Linked DNA regions of Mus musculus: region 1 is linked to region 2. The links are chromatin contacts, called in public promoter capture Hi-C maps. All regions are on one chromosome and are shown on one strand. The core of a region is the stretch at or near the end of the contact, and the rest is flanking DNA. Distances in the headings are between cores, read along the strand shown.

Region 1 (4,873 bases), core at 2,220-4,719, 95 kb before region 2:
CTATATATTTCTTGTCAAAGTTTTATCTACTTTTTTTTATATCTATATTTAAAAAGAGATACTTTCCTTTCAATATCTCTATTTTTGTTTTCTTTTTTTCAAGACAGGGTTTCTCTGTGTGTAGCCCTGGCTGTCCTGGAACTCACCCTGTAGACCAGGCTGTCCTGGAACTCAGAAATCCGCCTGCTTCTGCCTCCCAAGTGCTGGGATTAAAAGTGTGCGCCACCACTGTCCAGCTCTCAATATCTCTATTTTAAGAACTGAAGTTACCTTTTTTTTTAATTTTATTTATTTATTTATTTATTTATTTGGTTTTTCGAGACAGGGTTTCTCTCTGTGTAGCCCTGGCTGTCCTGGAACTCACTCTGTAGACCAGGCTGGCCTCGAACTCAGAAATCTGCCTGCCTCTGCCTCCCAAGTGCTGGAAGACTTTTTATTTTTGAAAAGTACTTAAACATAATTATTCACAAAGTCCCTTAACATAGTAAAACCAATTTCCATCAAGTGTATTTATACACCCCCCCCACACACACACACACACTAGTGCATCCTTTCACATTCCAAATGTCTGTCTTAGTTACTTTTCTATGGCTATGACCAAGGCAACTTATAAAAGAAAGCAGTTACTTTGGAGGTCCATGGTTCCAGAGGGTTACAGACCTTGACCATCATGGCAGGATATATAGCACCAGGCAGGAATGGTCTTGGAGCAGAACCTGAGAGCTTACATCTGGTCCACAAGCACAAGGCAGAGAGAAAAAAGCTTAACTAGGAATGGTGTGGGCTTTTTAAACCTCAAAGCACACACACCCCTAATTTTTCTCACACAGTTCCACCTCTTTGGGAAATCTGAGCCTATGGAGGCCATTCTCATTCAAACCACCACATCTCACTTCCTGGCCCCTACAGGCTTTATAGCCATATCATACTACAAAATGCACTGAATCTATCTTCAAAAAGCTCTACAGTCTGTCAGTCTCAAGTCTAAAGTCTCTTCTGAGACTCAAGTTAATCTCTAATTGTAATCCCCTGTAATAGCAAAAGCAAGAGCAAATCACACACTTCCAATGTACAATACAATACACATTATCATTCCAAGAGGGAAGAAAGGAAGCAAGAAGAGGAAATACTGGACCAGAACAAAACCAAACAAAATACAGAAGGGAAACCCCCAAATCCTGTAAGTCCAAGTCTGATGACTTAAATGCCTCGTCCTTCCAGCTTTGCTGACAACACACTGCTTCTCCCTCGAGAACTGTCTGCAGCTCTTCTTGGCAAATATTCCACATCTCTGACATCTCTGGCATCTCCAACACCCTAGGGTCTCCAACACAATCTAGATTCCACTTTCACAGCTTCATGTAATGGCCTTTCTGGTCTTCCACATGCCTGACCTCAGCATCTTTTCTTAACCATGGAGGACAATTCCATAGTCCCTGTACTCCTGTATCTTTCATGGCTCTAAAGCCAGAACCACTATGCTGCCAAGTTCTGCTGCCTGCTTGGGATGCAGCCTGGCCCCCTCCTGGAATTACATTCATATAAGCTTTCCTTTGTTGTCGCTCTTTAGGATCAGATAATTCCTTAGGCCTTTTCTTTTCACAGATTGCAGGCTTAGCTACGTGAGAGTCTTGCTCTGTGGCTATCACTCCCCTTTTTTCCATTTCTCCTTATCTCTTTCAGCAGAAATCAAGGCCCCAACATTAAATTTCCTGGTTCTTTCTTGTTCCTCAAAGAGTACATTTTATACTTCTTTTTGCTCTGCTTTTTCATTTTCATTGTAAATCTGCATAAGAGTGATTGATCACTAATAGTCACACATATCAATATGAGGTCATCTTGAAATCTACCAATGAAATTAGAACAAAACTCTTCAATTTAGTTTCAGACAAATTATTCAGATAAAAGCAAATGTAGCAACATTCTTTGCCAAATTATCACAAAAATGATCTCTAGTTCTTGGTCTCTAGCTAATGTTCATCTATGAGACCTCTTGAGCAGGGCCTTCATAGCCCACATGGCCTCAGCAATACTTACTGTCTTCCTAACTCCTACTAGGATGGCCCACTGACGACCACTTATAGGCTTACAGCATTCAACAACTTTTCTAATTCAAAAACACAAAGTCTTTCACATTTCTCCAAACAACAGCATGGCCAGGCCTGTTACAGCAATATAACACTTTGTAGTACCAAGCTGTAGCTTTATATCATGATCAAGGCAACTTATAAAAGAAAGCATTTAATGTGGGGTTCATGGTTTCAAAGGATTAGAGTATTTACCCATCATGCCAGGGAGCATGGCAACAAGCAGGTAGTCATGGCACTAGAGCAGCAGCTGACAGCTTACATCTGATGCACAAGAACAAGACAGAGAGAGAGCTAACTGGGAACAGTGTGAGCTTTTTACACCCCAAAGCCAGTGACCAACCTCCTCCAAAAAGGCCACATCTCCTAATCTTTTCCAGACAGTTCTACCAACTGCAGACCAAGTTTTCAAATATGTGAACCTATGGGGTCATTCTCATTTACACATCACAAATCCCAGCTTATGGAGTAAGTGATGTGATTACTATGTCTTTATAATGGCTATAGATGACACTGAAAGGTAAATAGCGTCAGAGTAGCTGTTCTGTGATGGTTACGGTGACTGCTTACCTGATAGAATCTAGAATTATCTAGGACATGAGCCTTTGAGCATCCCTATGAGGCAGTATATACACTAGGTGAGTAGAGGTGGGTGGCACCATCTCATAGGCTGGGGTCCTAGACTGAAGGGAAAAGAGAAACTAAACTGAGCGACACCACCCACGTACATGTGTGTATCATAGCCAGTTGCCTCAAATGCCTGCTCCAGACTTCCCCACACAGTGGACTTTTCTCCCTTAGGTTGTTTTGTCAGGGTGTTTTATCACAACAGGAAAAGTAACTAAGAAAGAGCTAACTTTCAGCCAGGTTTTAGATACTTGAAACTAAAACCACATCTTCATCAAGTTTTTATTAGCAAATGTAAAGAAGCAAGGAGATCCCATTTGTCACAGAAATAACACTTCTACTTAGCAATGGTTAGGAGGAAGGTTGATAAAGTCAGTTAAAAAGCTAAAAGTAGCCAGGCAATGGTGGAGCACGCCTTTAATCCCAGCACTCGGGAGGCAGAGACAGGCGAATTTCTGAGTTCGAGGCCAGCCTGGTCTACAAGTGAGTTCCAGAACAGCCAGGGCTACACAGAGAAACTCTGTCTCGAAAAACCAAAATAAATAAATAAATAAAAACTTTAAAAAAAATTTTTTTAAAAAGCTAAAAGTATAATTTAAAAATCTTGTGCTTTAAAAGGTCTAGCTCCAGAAAATAACTTATTCAAAAAAAAAAAAAAATTAAAAAGCCAGGCATGGTGGTGCACACCTTTAATCCCAGCACTTTAAAAGCAGAAGGGGAAAGATCTCTGTGAGTTTCAGGCCAGCCTGGTCCACATACTTAGTTTTAGGCCAACCATAACTATAAAGCTAGACCCTGTCACACACACAAACACAAAGAGAGAGAGACAGAGAGAGAGAGGGAGAGGGAGAGAGAGAGAGAGAGAGAGAGAGAATTTTTTTAATGTATTTTACAATAAGAAAAGAACAATGGGACGGTGAAAGTGAAAGTAAAACTAAAGCCCTGGGCTCCTGGAACACAGGGCATGGCCACTCACACCCATACCCTCCCACCCCCAGCACTATACTTGGAAGCAGGAAGATCACTGAATTCAAGGCCAGCCATTTTACATGGCAAGTTCCAAAGCAGCCTGAGCTACAAGAGAGTCTTGACCAGCCCTGCCAAGATAAAAGGAACATAAAAATTAAACTGTTTGTAATATTAAGGTAATAAAAGAAAAGGACACTCCCAAAATCATCTTAAGATTGGCTACCATCATGGCAGACTTGTTTGTTTGTTTGTTTGTTTGTTTGTTTTTCCAAGTCAGGGTTTCACTGTGTAGCCCTGGCTGTCCTAGATCTCACTCTGTAGACTAGTCTGGCCTTATATTCAAAGATCTGCCTGCCTCTGCCTCCTGAGTGCTGAGATTAAAAACGTGTGCCACTACCACCCAGCTAATTTTACTTTTTTATCGAAGATTTATTTTTAATTCTATATGCGTGTGTATCTGGATGGGTATGTACACACAAGTGTATCTGCAAGAGGTCAGGAGTCAGATCCCTCTAAAGCTAGAGTTAAAAGTGGTTGTGAACCACCCAGGCAGAGGCAGAAGTAGGGAGATGTCTGTGAGTTCAAAGCTAACCTAGTCTATCTACATAGTTGCGCACCAACAAGAGCTACAAAGTAAGACCTGTTTTTTTAAAAAAGAGGAAGGAAGGAAGGAAGGAAGGAAGGAAGGAAGGAAGGAAGGAAGGAAGGAAGGAAGGAAAAGAAAGCCTACTTAATATTGTTATATCTTTCAGTACTTATGTCACAGTATATCAAGAAGGAATCTGAAAATAATACAGATACAAAATACTCTTTGGGGGTTTTTTCTTTGTTTGTCTTTTCTCTGAGATCCACTTGCTTCTGCCTCCCTAGTGCTGAGGTTAAGAGAGTGGACCACCACGACCCAGCAAACGGAGATACTCTTAATACTTTAGCACCTTTGTTTATACACCATGATTTTATATTATAAACTATAATGCATCTTATGTGACAGAACAAATTTTACTTAAATAAACTTCTCAGAGTACCCTGTCTTCTTGTGCATACCTGGAAGCTCTTTTACCTTTCTTTTAGAAAATCTGAGGTAGCAGCTATAATCAATTCACTCAAACTGTGTCTTTGACTCTGACTCCCTCTCTCCCCCTTCCTCTCTCCCCAATCCACCTCTCTGTGGTTCAGTATGCATGCATGTG
Region 2 (5,053 bases), core at 2,318-4,817:
GAACTCACAGGCTTGCTGTCAAAGATGGGAGGACAAAGACACCAACAGGCCATGGAGGAGCAAGTGGCTTCTGCTGAAGATCAGGTGGATGGAAATGGAATGCCTGCCTTGGAGGGATGAGGACCTGGTGATTAACACTTTAAATGCAACAGAAATTCCTCTATGCTGAGCTGGTGCCAAAGCTTCAAAGCTATTTACCAGCCTGTCTCTTGGTCTATGTCCTGCCCAGGCAGAGTCAGCCTAGGTCTCTGCCTCCCTTGAAGGCATCATTGACTCTGAGTCAAATAACCCGAGATTAGAGGGCCTGAGCTTTTGTCTTTTTCCTAGACAATATATGCTGTACATTAGATTTTGCTGATTTACTACATTATTATTATTATTATTATTATTATTATTATTATTATTATTATTATTATTTTGGAGACAGGTCTCATGTATCAGGCTGGCCCCAAATTCCATCTGTAACAGAAGATGGCCTTGAAGCTCAGATCCTTTTGCCTGAGTACTGGGATGGCATGCATGAGCTACCATGCCCACTTTATGTGGAGTTGAGGATTAAACCCAGGGTGTTTCAAGCATGCTAGGCAAGCACTTTCTCGACTCAGCCACATCCCCAGCCCAACGCAGACTATGTGTTAAATGATCACTCCATCCTTGCCTCAGAGGAAGCTTCCTCATGCAAAAACTTGGATTAGAATAGCAAGAGATGATTGGCTGGCATAACTGGGAAACTGGGCTTCTGGGGTTTCCAAAAAAAGCTGTCACAGGATCTGCAAAAGGCTCTGTGTGGTAAGCGGGGGACATCATCTTGGGGGTTATGATAATAGGGTTTCCTGAGGAACAACCCATAGCTGAAGCCAGACAACCTATTTTAAAGTCTTTGGCAAGTCTAATTTGAGAAAAGACATTCTCTCAGGCTGGTGAGATGGCTCAGTGGGTAAGAGCACCCGACTGCTCTTCCGAAGGTCAAGAGTTCAATTCCCAGCAACCACATGGTGGCTCACAGCCATCTGTAATGAGATCTGATTCTCTCTTCTGGAGTGTCTGAGGACAGCTAAAGTGTACTTACATATAATAAATAAATAAATAAATAAATAAATAAATAAATAAATAAATCTTAAAAAAAAAAAGAAAGAAAAGACATTCTCAGTCTAAGCATGCAGTTCTAAGTGTGCCTTTCATGCCCTACACTCTTGATAAACTCTGATCTTGCAATACTAGGCATTCAGATGAGTGGACGTTCCTCATGGTCAAACACGTAGAGAACTAGGGCCATGAAGGATGAGGGAGGGTTCTAGATCCCAAGATCTAGCCCACCGCTCACTCCAGCATCTAGGAAAGGAGGCACTCACTGCCCAAGGACTAGAGAACCAGAAAAGGCCTAGGGCCATATCACCTTGAACTTTTTGATTTCAGGATCTAAGCCAGGGTTGGGCCTGGTTAGTACCAGGATGGAAGAATCAAAAAAGAATGAACTAAGCCAGGAGTGGTAGCTCACGACTGTAATCTCAGCACTTGGGAGACAGAGGCAGGCAAATCTCTGAGAGTGGGGCCAGCCTGGTCTACAAAGGGAGTTCCAGGACAGCCAGGGCTACACAGAGAAACCCTGTGTGGAAGGAACAAACAAACACAAAAACAAAACAAAACAAAACAAACAACAACAAAGAATGAAATAGTCCCCCTCCTAAAGAGAAACAGACTCCATAAATCTGAAAGGGAGAACAATTCTGGGAACTTTCCATAATTAGGGGAAAGTGACCATGGATTAGAAAATCACTGAGAGCTAAGCCAGTGTGTTAAGAACCCAGGTAGCCGCAGTTTCTGTTATCTGTAAGAGTAAAGGCCCTTACTGTTTGGTCAGTGTGTAGAAACTCCATGCAGAAGCAAATGTAAATGGGACAGAGACAGGCCTAGACAGTTCTTACTCTTGCTTCACAGGTTTCTGCCAGGTTTCTGTGGCCTGCCAGGCACAGTGAGATAACCAAACATTTCTCACATCTGCTTATGAATGAATGACGCGTCAACTAAGCAATATTAGTACCAAGGGACTCATACCCCCAACCTCCTCAGAAGACGCCATTCCCTCCACAGAGGGCCACTCCGGAAGAACTCTTTAGAGAAGGACAACTGTATCCTCCCTGAACCACCATCTTCCAAAATCTTTGTTTTGCTCTAGAGGGGAGAGAACGGAGAAGAGAGTAACCCTTGTCAGGAACTCTCTCATTGTGATCCACTCTGTCTTCTCCTTCACCATCTCATTCCCCTAACTCAATCAAAGAAAATGAACACAAATGCTAAACAAGACAAAGGAATAATTGGGGGTGGGGTGGGATGGGGGGAGAACCAGACAGAACTTGATTGGTCCCAAGAACCAGTCTGAAGACTAGACAGTACAGAGAACTGGCCAGGGTAAATTCTGCAGGCAACTCACCCAGGCTCTTGGGGATCAGCCAGGAGACTTGTCTGTCCTCTGACAGCGTTTGTCTGGCTAGCTAGGTTGCAAGGTTAAGCCACTGTAAGCAGGCAGGAGGTCCAGGCAAAAGGTAGAGGAAGTAATATTGAGGAAAAGGTCACTGGAAATTAAGAAAACAGAGGCCCCATGTTGGACAGACGCTTGGAAAGAGATTTGGATTGGTGCTTGAGAGAGTGGAAGAGGCAGTGTCATGGAGTGGAAGAGGCAAGTTTGGTAAAGGAGGCTGTGAAGAAGGGTTGGAAGAAGGCACTGGGGTGAGAATACTTTGGGGGCAGAAAATACTGTTAGGGGCAGAAAGCAAAGAGTAAAAATGGAGCTATGTGAGAGAGAACGTTGTGAGAAGGCAAGGATGGAAGTGAAGCTATAGGGCAGGAATTAGGGATAGAAGTAGGAACGGATTTAAAGGCTGGGGTGGGGGCGGGCAGATGTCTGGAGGTGGGTTGGTACTGGGAGCCGCAGCTGAAGTAGAGACCAGGGTCATTGGAAGAGAACAGAACTTTAGAAAGCATACCAGAAGCTGGAAGCCAAATATGTTGGGAAAAGGAGCCAAGGGGAAGCACCTTGGGAAGGAAAAGATTAAGGGACAGGGTTTTAATAACACCCATAAGTTCAGTTACCAGGGCTGGCGACCGCATTATCAGAACTGCTAACATCGCAGGAAAGACTGATGCAGGCAGGGTTAATGCGATCATCCATGGAGATGGGACTCAGGACTTCTGTCAACACAGGGCTTGAATCCCAGCCACAGCCCTTCTCCCACACATTTGGCACCTACCGCCACTTGTGAACTGGAGCAGGAGAAGATGCGCTTCATGGCCGGGGCTAGGGCCACGGGGGGACGGGGACGCGCAGAGAGCCGGGCCACAAGTTCCTAACCCAACTCGGCTACGGCTGTGCCGAAAGACAGCTGTCAAAAAGCAGACTGGGTCCCGCCCCAAGCCCCGCCCCAGATCCCACCCCGCTCAATCGTAGACGTTCAACTGAAGGCTGGGCTTAAAACCCCGCCTCTGGCCCTGCCTAACCCCGTCCCTGCAGAGGCAAAAAGCCCGCAGTCTTTTGCGGCCACCCTGGCTGGCTCTCAAGTTCCGCCCTTCAGCCGAAGCCCGCCCCCTGTAGTTACCTACCGAATCCAAGAGGGATGCTCGCAGCCTCCGCACCAGCGACTTCCAGGCCCTAAGTCCCCCGTCTTTCTGCTTGGAGCTCCACCCCCAGTTCCGCCCCCGCCCCCTCTCAAGGACCTCCACAAGCTTCGATGTCACCAACCTCTTTTACCAGTTAATGACTCTTAGTCATAGCCATGACCTGTGTGTGCTTCATCCCCTCCCTCCCAACGCCCCAAGATCTTCTATAGAGTTTGGAAACGTGATGCACTAAGCAGACTTGATCACCAATGGGTGATTTGTGACCCACTGCAACCAGAGGTTGGACAAAACTCAAAGGATCAAGCCGATCACTAACGCAGATCTTAGAAAGCAGCAAGGGGAGAGTTTTTACTGTCTGCTTCCCCACTCCAAGAAACAAACAAACAAACAAAAAGTCCGACCTTCCTTATCCTTTAGACTCACTTCTTAGTAATTCTTGTTTGACAAGTATTAGTTGCAGCCAACTGGTCTGGCCTTCCCATCTCTCCTTTCTCCTCCCTGTAAACCAAGCAAGCCCACCCAAATACTCATGGAACCCTATGGAATAAAGCCCAAAATTCTTTTTAGAAGTGTTTTACATTAATTCATTTACTGAGGCATGAGTATGCGCTAAGGGTGGGCACCCTTGTGGAGGTCAGAAGACAACCGGCGTTGGCTTTCTCCATTCACCTTGTGAATCCGGTGCTTGAACTAAAGTAGTGAGGCTTAGCAGCAGACCCCACCCCCACCCCCGCCCCCCCAAGATGCTATAGGCCCAAAGTTCTTTTCTTTTTTCTTTCTTTCTTTTTTTTTTTTTTTTGTTTGGTCGAGACAGGGTTTCTCTGTGTAGCCGTGGCTGTCCTGGAACTCACTTTGTAGACCAGGCTGGCCTCGAACTCAGAAACCTGCCTGCCTCTGCCTCCCAAGTGCTATTATTACAGGCATGTGCCACCACCGCCCGGCTTAGGCCCAAAGTTCTTAACATGGTTTTCAAGGTTCTTCTGAAACAGAAGCCTGAAGAAGGTGTGGTGACGCATCCGCCTTTAATCTCAGCACTCCGGAATCAGAGGCAGGTAGATTTCTGTAAATTGAGGCCAGTCTTGTGTGGTGGGTCTACATAGCAAGTTCCAGGACAGCCAGAGGTACATAACAGAGAGATCCTGTCTCAAAAACCAAAACCAGAAGCCTGCCTTCACTCTCAGTATTTTCTGGCAAACTTCCAAGTTTAAACTGTTGTAGCAGACCATTCATTCATAATGCCCTTTGCAACTTTTTTTTTTTTAAGATTTATTTATATGTAAGTACACTGTAGCTGTCTTCAGACACTCCAGAAGAGGGAGTCAGATCTCATTACCATGTGGTTGCTGGGATTTGAACTCCGGACCTTTGGAAGAGCAGTCGGGTGCTCTTACCCACTGAGCCATCTCACCAGCCCCCCCCCCTTGTACTTTCTTAATCC

The links. Promoter capture Hi-C pulls out the DNA fragments that hold promoters and counts their contacts.
Region 1: a promoter capture Hi-C map of pre-B cells shows a contact between it and region 2, with 2.1 times the contacts expected there. The contact joins the enhancer-like site here to the promoter of Ankrd35 in region 2. A contact is called at or near these places in 7 of 39 promoter capture datasets (the 3T3-L1 cell line, HPC-7-derived erythroid cells, embryonic stem cells and 4 more), 1 of 484 Hi-C or Micro-C datasets (CD8 T cells), 3 of 115 datasets of contacts at active chromatin or transcription factors (effector CD8 T cells, embryonic stem cells and microglia) and 2 of 9 other capture datasets (adipose tissue and pancreatic islet).

What each region holds. Positions count from the first base shown.
Region 1 is chr3:96,763,542-96,768,414 of GRCm38.p6, reverse strand. All of the region lies in intron 3 of Rnf115 (ring finger protein 115), which reads right to left. Among named protein-coding and RNA genes, the nearest start is that of Rnf115, 38 kb to the right of the region's middle. Within about 2 kb of position 3,469, at least 53 of the 459 cell types and tissues checked have an H3K27ac peak or open chromatin away from gene starts, as enhancers often do. A contact at or near this core is called in CD8 T cells, liver and pre-B cells, where this site is marked.
Region 2 is chr3:96,668,645-96,673,697 of GRCm38.p6, reverse strand. Ankrd35 (ankyrin repeat domain 35) reads right to left here and starts at 3,567. Exons shown (of 14, transcript NM_001356538.1): 1 at 3,249-3,567. The coding sequence starts at 3,287.